Regions from separate parts of the Mus musculus genome. Here regions 1, 2 and 3 are each linked to region 4. A link is a contact called in public HiCAR-type and promoter capture Hi-C data. All regions are on one chromosome and are shown on one strand. Each heading gives the region's core, a stretch centred on a gene start, on an enhancer-like site or on the middle of the called end of the contact. The rest is flanking DNA. Distances are from core to core; before and after follow the strand shown.

Region 1 (3,176 bases), core at 82-2,581, 2.2 Mb after region 4:
AATCAAGACTGCTTCTCAAGCTTCTACCCAGTGTCACTGAACAAATGGCTATGTGTCATCAAAATGGACATGCATGCCGCTTGTGGTGTAGTGGACACTGGAAAGGAGAGAATTTGGGTACAAGAGACAGATTGACTCCAGTTTTTAAAGGTATCATATTTGAAATTCCTAAGGGGAGAAAAAATCAAGCTGAGATGTTAAGCAGACAGTTGGCTATTTGAATATGGAGCTGAAAATAAGAAAATCTCAAGTTATCAACATATAGCAGAATTTAAAGCTTAGAGAGAAATGGAAGTACAACAGGGGAGAACCCCAGTCCAAAACCAAATCATTTACCCTGACAAAATTTCTTACCAACTGATTACATCTGTCCTTGGGTCTTCAGTCCCTCCTTTTCCTTTTGCCAGTATGCAACACTATTCTTTTGAATATTCACCCAAATATTAACATGACAAATGACAAACATCATACAAACACACTAGAGCCTATCTGTCTGGCCCAGAAGCCTCCTCTAATACTTAACACAATAAACCAAAATGCCCCCTTAACATTCCCTCTTAGATTAGTTCTTTCAACTATAGACTCATCAGGTACTGTTAACTCGCCAAAGGAATATCTGAAAAACACTACAGTACAACTCTCCAACGACACGGAACTTTATTACCTTTTTATTTTTCTCCAGATTTTGATTTAAAATTGGTTCAATAGACACCGTCAGTGTCCTGGCTAGATATGGGTAGCAACCAAAGGCACGACAAAAATTACACTCCCTTTCAGCGAGTAATGTCTAAGAGGAGTAGGAAAGTAAAGAATGGTCAAGCGGGCGTGTGAATATCGCAGTCAAGGTTTTAATGGATATGTGGCAACAAAGTCACCTGTAAAGACAGCAGGCCTTGCAGGGAGGTACGCTGAGACCACCTGAACCTTGGTGAAGAGAGGCCAGATTTAGAATGCAGAAAGCAAGTGACAACACGGACGCGTTAAAGGAGAAGTAAAGGGGGCAACACTCGAACGGGGCACCTGTAAGGCATTGGGTATCCAAGGACCCGGGGCGGGCTAAGCAGCAGCCGGGAGAACTCTGAAGTGGACGCCGAGTGGGCGGACCGCAGGGGTGGGGTGGGGGTGCCGGGGAAAACGGCTCAATTCAGAAGCTGTCCCGGCTCGTCTTACCTGCGCTAGAGGGTCCCAGCTCCGGACAAGCTTGCCGGAAGCACAAAGTTCCCGCGGAGGGGGTGGAGCCGAAAGGCTCGGAAGGAAGGGGCTCTACTAGCCCCAGAGAGCGAGGCCGGTCTCTCTCCTAGCACACCTAAACCCGCTGATGGCGGGAACTATGACTACACGCAAACACGTACGGACGCACGCACTCTCGACGCAACCAGTCCAGGCGCGTGCGCGTAAGCGCGCAAGTCCCGCCCCTCAAGCATTCGCTCTGCCCCTCACCATGCCCAGCCCCTAACCCGGGCGGCCCCGCCCCCGCCGTGACGACACTGTAATACACATGCGCACCGTCCACTTTACCAACTTTGGCCCTCCTACCATTTTCCTCACGCGCAACCGCTTGAGCATGCGCAATTCGTGTCCTTCCAAGCCTGCTGGCCTTTTCCCGCCCTTGTCTGGCCTTCGGGAGAAAGTCAGAGTTCACGTCTCTCAAAGGATTTACCTGCGATGCTGTGGGGATACGAGGGCCAGTAGTTTGCAGACGTCATTTTGATCCCGAATCTGAAGGTTCAAAGAACATACTTTGAGATTATTTGCTAGGCCGAGGTCCGGGAGGCGGGAAAGGGCTGGGTGGGCGGAGGGTCAGAGGTGAGAGGTCAAAGGCCCGCGAAGGGGGCGGAGCGAGGCGGAGGCGGATGGCGGCACTTCATCTTGGGCATCAGAGCCGCTGAAGCTGGGACGCGGGTCCGGTGCGTCCGGCGGGAGGAGGAGTGCGGCGGCCGCTCCAAACATGCACAGCCTGGCAACGGCAGCGGTGAGTGGTTGCTCCCGCTCGGATGTCCGTCTCAGCCTGTTTTCTAGCTCCCAGATCCGGGCCCTGAGTCCAGCTGCTCCTGCCCCTAGTCGCAAGGTCTGGGGGTCTCCACACGCCGACCGTGGCGGAGCCGGACCCCCGCTGTTCCCTCTCATCCCCTCCCGCCCCCTCTCCTGGCCTGGCGCGCGGCCTCTCGCGTTGTTTGCCAGCGCCAAGGCCTGGTCCCGCGCCCCGCGCTGCCCCAGCAGGCCATTCATTGATTCCTTTGCGCCTGGCGTCAGTTTATCTGGACGCGGGTTGTGAATGCTGGGCGTCGGCGGGGATGAGGATACTGCCACGGCCATTCGCTCTGGTCCCGTGATCCTAGACTTCCTCGCCTAGGCACATCTCAGTGGTTCGGAAATGGGCTTCTAGCTCAAGCCACTTGCTTTTTGCATGAGGAAAGACTTCCTCACGCCTCGCGTTTTATCTTTTAACAAGAAAAGCAAATCATGTATTATACCTCCCTAGAGTCGTACTATGGCTTTCGGTTAAATTTAGAGAAAGTAGACTCCTTCCCTGGCCTACAAGCCCTGTATGATGTGGTCCTTAGTCACGTTTATGGGCTTGGTTTTTGTCACTTGCTCCCTAAGCTCCGACCAAGAAGTATATGAACTTTTCTGTTACATATTCTCTACCTGGAATGTCTTTCTTAGGACTCTGCCTCCATACATACACACAAGTTTACCTCAGAGTGACTTTTTCCGACCATATTCATAGTAGCTTGTAACCCCAACATTTTCTCATATAGAGCACCGATCCCACGGTTTAATTACTAGACTTTTATATTTTATTTTACTTTTACTTGTGGGTTGTCTGTACTCTGTAAGTCAGGGGCAAGTATTTGGTGAGGCCTGTTCACTTGTTTTCCCCACCACTGGGACAGTTCCTACTACAGTAAGGTAAGCACTCAAATAATGCTGACTGAATGGCTACACTCACAACCATACTGGAAGCAGCATAGTTTAAAGACACTTCCAAAGGCCAGTTTCACTTTGTTTCACCAAGGGGAAATGCTATCAGGAAAATAATGTATTTAGATTACATTATGAGACAACGTAACATAATGACTAAATAAAATATGAAAAACTACCTTAACTTCAAGTATAAAAAGAAATATTTAGGACAGCCGTGCTTGGGATTTCTGTGAATTTTGAGGCCAGCC
Region 2 (3,536 bases), core at 408-2,907, 2.5 Mb before region 4:
CGAAAGCCGTAGTTCAAGGAGCCTAACTTTAAGTAAGACAATTAGTAAGCACTAGAATATAAACCTGTTTGTAGAAGATGATACATTACATTCAAAGACAACAGGCTTTGTAGCCGACAGAATAAACATTAGAAGCTCCAAGGGATGGTCCTCCATGTGTCTCTTGTTTCTGCCTGTCCTTTGAGGCATCAGCAGTGCCTGACCATTCCGCACCCAGGCCACTTTTCAGGGTTCAGTTTACAGTCAACCATTTGAAAGATGAAGCCAGATGTAAGCCAATGGATCCCCCATTTTCAGAATTCCTCTTCTGTATTTTTGCTTCTTTGCATTGAATGGGCACTCAGAACGTTTGCTGTGAGCAAACTCTTGAACTCTTCAGATACCATTGTGACCTTTATTCTAAGACGCAAAACCAAGTGTAATGGAAGCAGCTCATATTCCTTATCTCTGTATGCTCTGAATAGGTGGCTAATGCTCTGGTGATTTATAGCTAATAACAACACTTGAGGCAGGTGACATTATCCTCGGGCCTAGGTGTGGCTGTAGACAGGAAGTAATGCAAACGGATTCCAACCTTCAGGTTCTTAGTCACCCCTCTAGAAGTTACCAGTATTTTTTTTTTAATTAAATAAACGTGAGCTTTTATTTAATTATCAACCAGAGTTCATTAAGGAATGTAGAATTAAAAAAGAAAAAGAATCTGAAAGATGGTCTTAATGATGCCTATGTATATACACTATATAAACCAGAAGTTTCTATCACAGCAATGAGACACATGATTGGACAAATTAGTCAGTTCTCTCCTGCCCCCTCCTTCTTGTCCTCCTCGCTATTCCTTCTCTTTCCCCTTTCCATCTCCTCCCTGCCCTTCTTCCCTGCTCCCTTCCCTCTGAGGTAGCTCATTAGTTCTTAACTACATGCCCTATCCCAAATATCACCTATTAGACTTTATGTTAGGGTCATAGGTAGCTCATAATTTTTTATGGATGTGAGTTTACCTCAGCAAAAATCAATGGTATAATTTGATACGACTGGGACTATTCCAAGTCCGTGTGTAGGAAGCCGCGGTCCAAACAGATGTCCACATAAAAGAATTAAAAGATTGCTAGAAAGGATGTAATAAAGGTGAGCACCCCTACTTTTCATTGCTAGGGGTTTAAGGAGCTCCTCAAAAATGGTTCCTAGAACTTTCCCCACTTCTTCTAGAAATACAGAGACAAGTATCCCACCTTTTCTTAAGTCTTCCCTTCCCCAGAAATATTTGAGGTTCTCTACACATCTAAAAATTGAGGACCGACTTTGGCATGTGATAAACAAAGAGTAAAGGAAAGCAATGAAGAAAAAGGAAGCCGAAAAGAATGGCGTTAAAGCAGGCAAGCAAGCAAGCAAGCAAGCAAGCAAGCAAGCAAGCAAGCAAGCAAGCAAGCAAGCAAACAAAATGAAAACAAAAACACCCAAACAAGTAGCTTGTGTAAATGTAATATGAGTCCCTGGTTCTGGGCTTCAGGTCTGCAGTCCAAGCTTCCTGGGGCGTCTGGGGTAACTAGGCAACGCGTTGCCGTAGTAACTGCGGACGCGCAGAGGGCTTGACCGGGGCCTTTTGGTGCCCCGCTGGTCGGGGTGAGGGGTCCCGGGTTCTCGCGAGAGTCGCGACGCCAGTCGGAGGGGCACCGAGGGGCGCAGTTGCAAGCATGGCTGCTCCGTCTGGGGTCCCGCCGCTGCGGGTGCTGGAGGAGCTGGGCATTGGCTTGTCACCCACCGGCGAGGTGACAGAGGCGGTGACCTCCGAGGGCGCCTACTACCTGGAGCGTATCCTTCTGGTGGCCTCCCGGGCGGGCTGGTGACTGACGGGGCCTGCGTAGGGGCTTCCTGTCGGGGCGTCTGTGGACGCCATTGATGGAGTGTCCATGGGACCTCCAGGTGGAGTCCTTGCCAGCCCAGCTCTGTCCCAGCAGAAGCCATTTTAGGAGTGTAGGCTCATCTGTGGTTACAGTCATGAGCAGAGTAGGGAAGCCTTCCAGGACCTTGTAATTTACACCCTGACTTGTAGGATGGAGGCAATTGGCATGAAGGTGGCACAAAAACTCTTCCAACTCTCTGATGAATGGTACACACACACACACACACACACACACACACACACCCTCAGCATACCTTCTTAATAACTTCCATCAGATACTGACATATTAAGGGAGATCTGTATGTACCTTTGGGCACCCTGTGGTCTTGTACCAGGTCTCTCCATAGGGTTGCCTACCTTCCTCTGTAGTTTCTTTCGGTTTTGGCTGTTAAGTGGTAGCACTGTAATACCCTGCCGCCCCCCCCACATTGGGCTAATAAATGTGTGTGGAATGAGCAGGCAAATGCTTGGAAAAAAGCAACAGATCATGATGAGCAGTTATGAATGTAGGTACCAGAAAAAAAAAACGAATAATTTTATATGTATAATTAGGTTCATTAACTCTTTTGTAAGTCTTTAGCCTTCTCTTCTCTAGATAGGAAATTCTGGATTAATGCTCAGTGTTTGAAAATAAGAGCCACATACATACAATAGATAAATGAAAAATGGCTATCTATAAAGATGTTAAAGACAGTAAAAAAATCTATTACTATTATTATTGGAATAGTTATAGTATGGGTTTTTGTTGTTTGTTTGTTTTGTTTGGATTGGTTTTGTTTTTGTTTTGTTGTGTTTTGTTTTGTTTTGTTTTGAGACAGGGTTTCTCTGTGTAGCCCTAGCTGTCCTGAAACTTACTTTGTAGACCAGGCTGGCCTCGAACTCAGAAATCCGCCTGCCTCTGCTTCTGCTGGGATTAAAGGCATGCGCCACCATGGCCGGTTTAGTATCTTGTTTTTAAATTCAAGATCTCATAGATCCAGCAGTGATTCATTTTGGGAGCTTTAACAGGCTCAGTTAAGCAGAAAATATGTAGTATTATATTGGATAAAAATTATTTTTATAGGAGTTAAGTCTTGAAATCAATTTGAAAAAATGTGGGCTGCCTTAGTGTCATAAATGAATCTTTATAATCTGTTTCAGAATGTTCACTTTAAAGTTTAAAAAAATCATGTTATTATGTCTAATTTAATCTGTACCAAATATGAGGGTTTCCAGTGTTCTTCCTAGTGAATTCCAGCAAAACATTTGTAAATTTTTTGTCATGGAAATGATTTCTCTGGGCATAGTTTAGTTATTAATATAAGACCAATTGATAACATTTTGAAGATGTATTTTTAAAGTAAACATAGGATTCTTACACAATAAAACTTTAAACAAAAAATCAGATTTGTGGAAATTTCTAGAAGAGCACTGAATTAAAACTGCAACTTATTTCAGTTTTCACACCCATTTTTAAAAATTTAACATTTTTTTCATGTAATATATTTTGATCATGTTATCCCTTCCTTCCAACTTCTCTCAGACCCTGCCCTTCTCCCTCCCCACCCAATTTTATGGTCCCCCAAAACAAAAACAACAAAAAACGAGAACTGACTAAAAAGTAAAACACAGAACCGCCGCAAAAAGCAAACCCCAC
Region 3 (3,202 bases), core at 481-2,980, 2.1 Mb after region 4:
TCTGTGGAAGGGTGCACGGACACATGGGTATATTAAGTCCTGTTCAGTCGGTTCCCATGTGGTTTCCTTACTTACCACATCCTTACTTACCACATCTCAACAGCACAGGGCTCCTCCAAGTCACATTTATAACCACATCCATCACCTATCTACCTGACCTATCCCTAGCCTGGGGTAACCACAAATCTGATCTTTGCTTCTAGAATGTTGCCATTGCAAAAGTACTATTTAGGGCTGGAGAAACAGCTCAGCCGTTTCTTAAGAGCACTGACTGCTTTTCCAGAGGTCCTGAGTTCAATTCCCAGCAACCACATGGTGGCTCACAACCATCTGTAACCAGATCTGATGGCTTCTTCTGGTATGTCTGAAGACAGCTACAGCACAGTGTACTCATATATATAAAATAAATCTTTAAAAATAAGTTTGTTTAAATGGAACAACAAGCTGGAGAGATGGCTCAGTGCATCCGAGCATTTGCTTTGCAAGGATGAGGAACAGAGGTCTAATCCTTAGCACCGTATATAAACAGGCACCACACACTCACATGCATAGAGCACATGGACCCACACACCCATCATCCCCAGGACTCACAGTGCTCATGCACGCGCACGCACACAGCACACACACACACACACACACACACACACACACACACACACACACACACACGGCAGGTATGACATGTATCTATAATCTCTGCATTCAGGTGCAGAGTCAGGAGGACTGAGAGTCTGAGCCAGCCTGGGCTACATAAAGCCTGTCTTGAAAAATCAAGAGCTGAAACTACAGGTCAATGGTAGAGCACTTGCCTGGTATGTGCAAGGCTCACCCGGAACACACAATTCTCCTGCCGTAGACTCTGGCTACCAATTTGAAATAATACATAAGCTTTTAAAAGTGACTTAAAAAAAAACAACAACAAAACAAACCTGAGCACACATCATTCGCCCACTAAACGACGTCCTTACGACTGGTTTTACTTTGCAGGGTTTCACTAAGTTGTTTAGACTTAAACTCAGCCTGCAGCCCAGGCAGATGATGAACTTCTCATTCACTATGATTTCCTGAAGATTTCTCTGTCCGTCATATGTATCCACTTACCTGTTGATGGACAGCTCAGATAATTCCAGCTTCTGATTATTGCAAAAAACATTGCTGTAAACATCATGTGGAGGTTTTTGTTTGGACATATGTTTAATTTCTCTGGGGTAAATACCCAGGAGTTCGTGCTTTGATATGCACACCACATTCACCCATGCTATCTGAGTGAGACCCTCACAGGTCCACAGGCAGAAGGAATTTTCACCTCCCTCCCATCTTCCCATTAGGTCAACAATGCCCCTTGAACTCCAGACTGAGATGAAAGACCTGACAGGTCTGTGTATGTGTGTGTGTGTGTGTGTGTGTGTGTGTGTGTGTGTGTGTGTGTGTGTGTGTGCGTGTGTAGCTGCCATGAGATATTAAACATTAATACCCAAATGGCAGGAAGGACCAGAAATCGGAGGTAATTTTGGAAGCAAAGAATCTGGAGTGTCTGGAATGGGGCCAGACTTATTATGGAACATAGGGTATCCAGGAGAGGAACGAAGGTCAAAACTGTGGGTTACCACCCCCTTCCGCCACAACTGGTCACTTCTGCCTTTGGTGAGTGTTTCGAAACGCCAAGTGTGTGAAATTGTGAGCATGCCCTCAGTGATGTGGAGATGAGGTCTGGAGGGGATGGGAAGGGCGTGGGTTCCCACTCTTACTCACTCGGACCAGCACCCACAGAAGGGGACAGATTGAGGAGCTAGTTGCCAGGCCTGGTGACCACACACAGAGTATCCTGCCGCCTGCGTCCTCATGATTAGTGAGTGGTGGCCTCCAGGGACCTAATGGGATTCCAGTGGGGGTGACTTGAGGGGGCAAGGAAGATTTAGGGTCTCTGTGGGGGCTCAGCTCTGCCAGAGGCACTTCAGTCAGGCACTTCTGTGGATTAAACCTGGTGGAGGAGACAGAGCATGGGGGTCAAGCAGCTGAGCGAGGGGCCTCCTGTCTCACAAATCTCCTGACTCAGGGGATTTGGATTGGAGAAGTTCTGTGCTCACTGGGAGGGAAGTGATTCTTGGAAACCTCTGCTTGGCACATAGGTGGACCTGCCAGTTGCGGGGAGCGGAGGTCGAGGTCGTGGGAGGAGGCAGGTGGCTTGAATCCCAGGCTCTTGAAAGAAGCACACACCCACCTAGCATCCTGGGGTCCCTGACAGGTGACAAGAGCCCCCCGAGGCTGAGCAGGCCCAGTTATGGCTCCATTTCCAGCCTGCCTGGCCCAGCACCTCAGCCAGCGCCTTGCCGGGAGACCTACCTGAGTGAGAAGATCCCCATTCCCAGCGCAGACCAGGTAGGGATGGTAGGAATGTCCTCAGTGCTTCCCAGGTCCTACCGGATCCTCCACGACCTTAAAGGCTGGGGAGGGGGGCACCATCTGTGACCTTGACAGTGATTAAAGGAGGTGCTCTGTACTTATTTGGGAAAAACAAATCAAATGGTTCTCAAGAAGACCTTAGCTTTTCCACAGGGGTAAAGAGCCTAGATACTATGTTGATGCTAAAAGAAGCGATCACTTAGGGACTTGTGCAGGGATAAAGGCGAGCATCAGCCTGGTTCTGGCATGCTGCCATCCAGCTTTGCCACAATGTTTCTTTTTATAATGTATCACATTTATTTATTTAGTTACTTCTGTTTATTTGCCCGTATTTGCGAGTGCATGTGTAGCTGTGTCCATTATAGAGCATGCGCGTGGAGGTCAGAGGACAACTTGTGAGAGTCAGCTCACTTCTACTACGTGGGTTCCAAGTTTGGTGGCCTTAGCCTCTGAGCCCCTTCTCGGTCCCCATTGCCACACTCTAAGCAGATTCCTAGGCTGTCGGGCCAAACCCTGAAATAGAGTTGAGTGACTGAGACCTCAGTGGTCCCCAGAGAGAAGAGCCTGAAGTATGAGAAGGGTCTGGGGAGGGAAGAGCTGTAACAGGGAGGTTTAATTACAACAAGGTCCCCCTCTTGGGACTCTGAGAAGCCTGAAAGAGGCAGACAGGTCATGTGCTGGCCAGCTGCAGAGGCTGCTGCTGAACAGGACCAACCCAGAAAGCAGAGCCATAGTGACTCAGCAAATGGCCCTGGTCCCTCGGGGGACGGGCAGCGGTGGCATTGGGTGGGTGATGGAG
Region 4 (3,224 bases), core at 494-2,993:
TGTGTGTGTGTGTCTGTAGAAACGAGGGAGTAAAAGAAACAGAAGGGATGGAGGGAGGGAGAGAGAAGGAGGAGGGGAGAGAGGGGGAAAAAGAGAAGAGGGAGAGAGGAAGAGAAAAGAGAGACTCTATCCGAGATGGAACTATGACACAGCTTGCAAACATTCTCTGTGGTAAAGCCCTAGTAACTCTAAAGATGAACCATAGTAAAACTATAACTAGAAATAACGTTTCAGTTTCAAAAAATTCTCTAGTCTGAATAAAAGCATGGAAGAGTCCTCTGGGTGCGAAGTGTCTGTCTAGACACCACTGTGTTTATTTTAAAATTTTTATTTGTTTATTTTCTGTGTATGAGTGTTTTGCCCGTATGTAGGTTTGTGTATCACATGGGTGCCTGGTGTCCTCAGAACCCAGAAGAGGGTATGGGATCCTCTGGAACAGGAGTTACTGATGGCCGTGAGCTGTAATATGTGAACTGAACCCCAGTCCTGTTCAAGAGCAGCGAATGTATTTAACTGTTGAGCCATCTCTCGAACCCTATCAGCTTCGATTTTTAAACCTTCATTCCCTGAAGGCTTCTTCAAAAATTCTCCAAATCATATCAATTTTAGTGCCTGTTTTCTTGGGACCATTTTCAACAAAAGAGAATCTGATTGAACGTTTCCCACATTGAACAGAGGTTTGCAGACATTTTCCAGGTCTCTGGACCTTTTGTCCAACCACCTGCAGCTTGTGAGTCATTTTTGTATAGAAAACAGGCAGTTTCTGTGCAAGGGTTATCAGAAGGGAAGAACTGCAGGGCAATTTCCTTGCAAATGAGTGGTGAACACTCACGGGAATTGACAGCCTCCATCTCTAGAAAAGGGCATCTTTCCCAGCCACAGACACGCCAGGGTAGTAGGAAATTCTTCCCAGAGGCTAAGGTGTTTTAACCACTTTGTCTGTAGAGTTGAATGCCTTTCCTACTTTTTCTTCCTTTTTAAAGATTTATTTATTTATTTAATATATGTGAGTACACTGTAGCTGTCTTCAGACACACCAGAAGAGGGCATCAGATCCCATTACAGATGGTTGTGAGCCATCTTTTTCTTTTAACTCGGTGAACTCTCACTCTTCTCTTTGGACGTTGATCTAAGGTCATCGTGTTCATGGTTTTTTTTTTTTTAGTATCATATTTAGAAGGCCTTTAGAGGAGTTAAGTGACTTCGTGGATTCATCTTACACAGGGGACTTTTAACTCCAGAGTGCCAATACAAATTGCTAGCGAAAGGGATTATTATCAATTGAGTAATAGCAATTATTATTTTTTTTTTAGTTTTAAAAATCATGTATGCACGCGGCTGCATGTGGGTATGTGCATTGAGTGGAGGCCAGAAGAGGGCGTCAGATCCGCGGAAGGCTGATGTAGGTGCTGGGCTTTGAAATACCCTTGCGAAAACAGTACACATTCCTAACCTGGGACCCTTTCCCTTTAACCCCCTATTTACTTTTTTACTATTAAACTTGTTATTTTAAATTTATTTATTTACTTATTGTGATGTGTGGGACACGTGGAGATCAGAGGGCAACTTGTGGAATTGGTTCTTTTTCTCCACAATATGGGTGCCTGGAGCTTGAATGGGCTCGTCAGGCTTGATGACAAATGTCTTAGACGGCAGAGCCATTTCTCCAGCCCAGTACTGACTGGCTTTTAGCGGCTCAGAGAACAAAGCCTTGCCTAAGGAGGCAGGGAGAGAATTCTGCGCATGCTCAGAGCCCATGGCTTCCCCGCCTTGCACGCGGGACGTCTGGATCTGTGGGTTGCCCGGAACTGAGTTGCGACACTCTAGGTTTCCGCCCGGAAAAAGTAATCAAATCACCTGAGGACCAGCATGGCGTGGTCCGGTAATAAGGTACCGAGAGCAGGGCCTTTTGCCTTTCCTAAGCCGGGGATCTCTAGAGGGTGGAAGCTGTGGGAATCGCAGCTGAGTCAGCACTGAAGGATGGATGCTCAAAACGAAAGACTTGGGGTTCGGAGTTCTGCATTTGAGTCTTGTGCACCTTCACGCTTCCGAAATCCTCCCTCCTGCTTCTCCAGCCTCTCACCCTTCCCTCCTCCCTCGTTGCTTCAGTTTACTTTCTATCCACGCCACCTGCTAACACAGACGTCCTTTATTGCTTCCGAACCTGGGTTCTAAAAATCTTTGTAAGTTATCGAGGATAGATCCCCTACATGCCAGGCTCGTAAAACTTCAGAGGGGTTTTGTGATTCTGTGAATGAAATAACTCAAGGTGTAATATTACGTAATATTATGACCTTCATAATAATTTAAAAATCTCGAATTTATTGAAAGCTTACTGTGTGAGGCACAACTAAGCCCTTTATTCCTATTTAATTAAATCTTCACACCAAACCGTGAGACGACCATTATTACCCTTAGCTTGTCAGTAGGAGAACCAAGCAAGACATGAAGAACTGAAGTGATTAGAACGTGGTCACCCTTTCCATGAGTGGTAACATGTGAATGGGAATTCATTCGGAGCTCTGAAAGAAAAGCAAAACAGAATGCTCAATTTCTAAGAATCTATGATCTTAGAATCCTAGATTAATAATGGAAATTACTGTAAACTTTAGAGAGGTTGTTTTTGATCACTAGAGAGAGATGCAATGGCAAGGATCCATTCATTCGTTTAATACAAACAAGATAGGGGTTCAATAACGGAGCTCTGTTTTCCTCCACCCCCATTTGGGAATTTGATGAAATTATGAACCCATAATGATGTTGCTCGCTTCCTTTGTTCCTCTGCCTTCAGTTGCTGAGAACTTTGTAGCTCCCGTGAAGGACTTACTGTGGCAGATGTACTTGATAAAATTCTAGCAGGTTGTATTGCTTCAGTGTGGTAATGAAGAGCTGCAGTACCCTCCCAGTTTGTCTTCCCTGGTTTTCTTACTGCTTCCAAAGACTTTAAATTATCATAAACCATTCTTCCAGACCAGAATTTACACTGTCAAACTCTTTGATGCCTTACTCTGAATCTCTAATTCTTGACAAAAGACTCCCAGTCTTTTAGTGTTTGCTACTTTAAAAGTAGATTTGTGGCCGCCTATTAAAGGAACACAGCCAGCATATTTTGTGATGCCTACATTTAAAAAAAAAAAAGATTTTTATGCTGAAGGAATCACTGTGGGATGTAATTTGAATTCCTCTCAAAGGTATTCTGTAGTTTATTAATGTTCATCCCAAGA

What was found. Promoter capture Hi-C pulls out the DNA fragments that hold promoters and counts their contacts. HiCAR-type assays count read pairs that join an accessible place to other places.
Region 1: a contact with region 4 is called in a promoter capture Hi-C map of pre-B cells, with 6 times the contacts expected there. The contact joins the promoter of Usp37 here to the promoter of Xrcc5 in region 4. A contact is called at or near these places in 2 of 39 promoter capture datasets (hippocampal neurons and pre-B cells) and 1 of 115 datasets of contacts at active chromatin or transcription factors (embryonic stem cells).
Region 2: a contact with region 4 is called in a HiCAR-type map of astrocytes, with 5 times the contacts expected there. The contact joins the promoter of Spag16 here to the promoter of Xrcc5 in region 4.
Region 3: a contact with region 4 is called in a HiCAR-type map of astrocytes, with 5 times the contacts expected there. The contact joins the promoter of Slc11a1 here to the promoter of Xrcc5 in region 4. A contact is called at or near these places in 1 of 39 promoter capture datasets (pre-B cells) and 1 of 115 datasets of contacts at active chromatin or transcription factors (astrocytes).

Annotation. Positions count from the first base shown.
Region 1 is chr1:74,504,490-74,507,665 of GRCm38.p6, forward strand. Usp37 (ubiquitin specific peptidase 37) reads right to left here and starts at 1,332. Exons shown (of 24, transcript NM_001310662.1): 1 at 1,171-1,332. It overlaps Cnot9 (CCR4-NOT transcription complex, subunit 9), which reads left to right and starts at 1,571. Exons shown (of 8, transcript NM_021383.5): 1 at 1,571-1,972. The coding sequence starts at 1,949.
Region 2 is chr1:69,825,313-69,828,848 of GRCm38.p6, forward strand. It overlaps Spag16 (sperm associated antigen 16), which reads left to right and starts at 1,658. Exons shown (of 17, transcript NM_029160.3): 1 at 1,658-1,809. The coding sequence starts at 1,692.
Region 3 is chr1:74,373,473-74,376,674 of GRCm38.p6, forward strand. It overlaps Slc11a1 (solute carrier family 11 (proton-coupled divalent metal ion transporters), member 1), which reads left to right and starts at 1,731. Exons shown (of 15, transcript NM_013612.2): 1 at 1,731-1,849; 2 at 2,246-2,379. The coding sequence starts at 1,843.
Region 4 is chr1:72,305,678-72,308,901 of GRCm38.p6, forward strand. Xrcc5 (X-ray repair complementing defective repair in Chinese hamster cells 5) reads left to right here and starts at 1,744. Exons shown (of 21, transcript NM_009533.2): 1 at 1,744-1,890. The coding sequence starts at 1,870.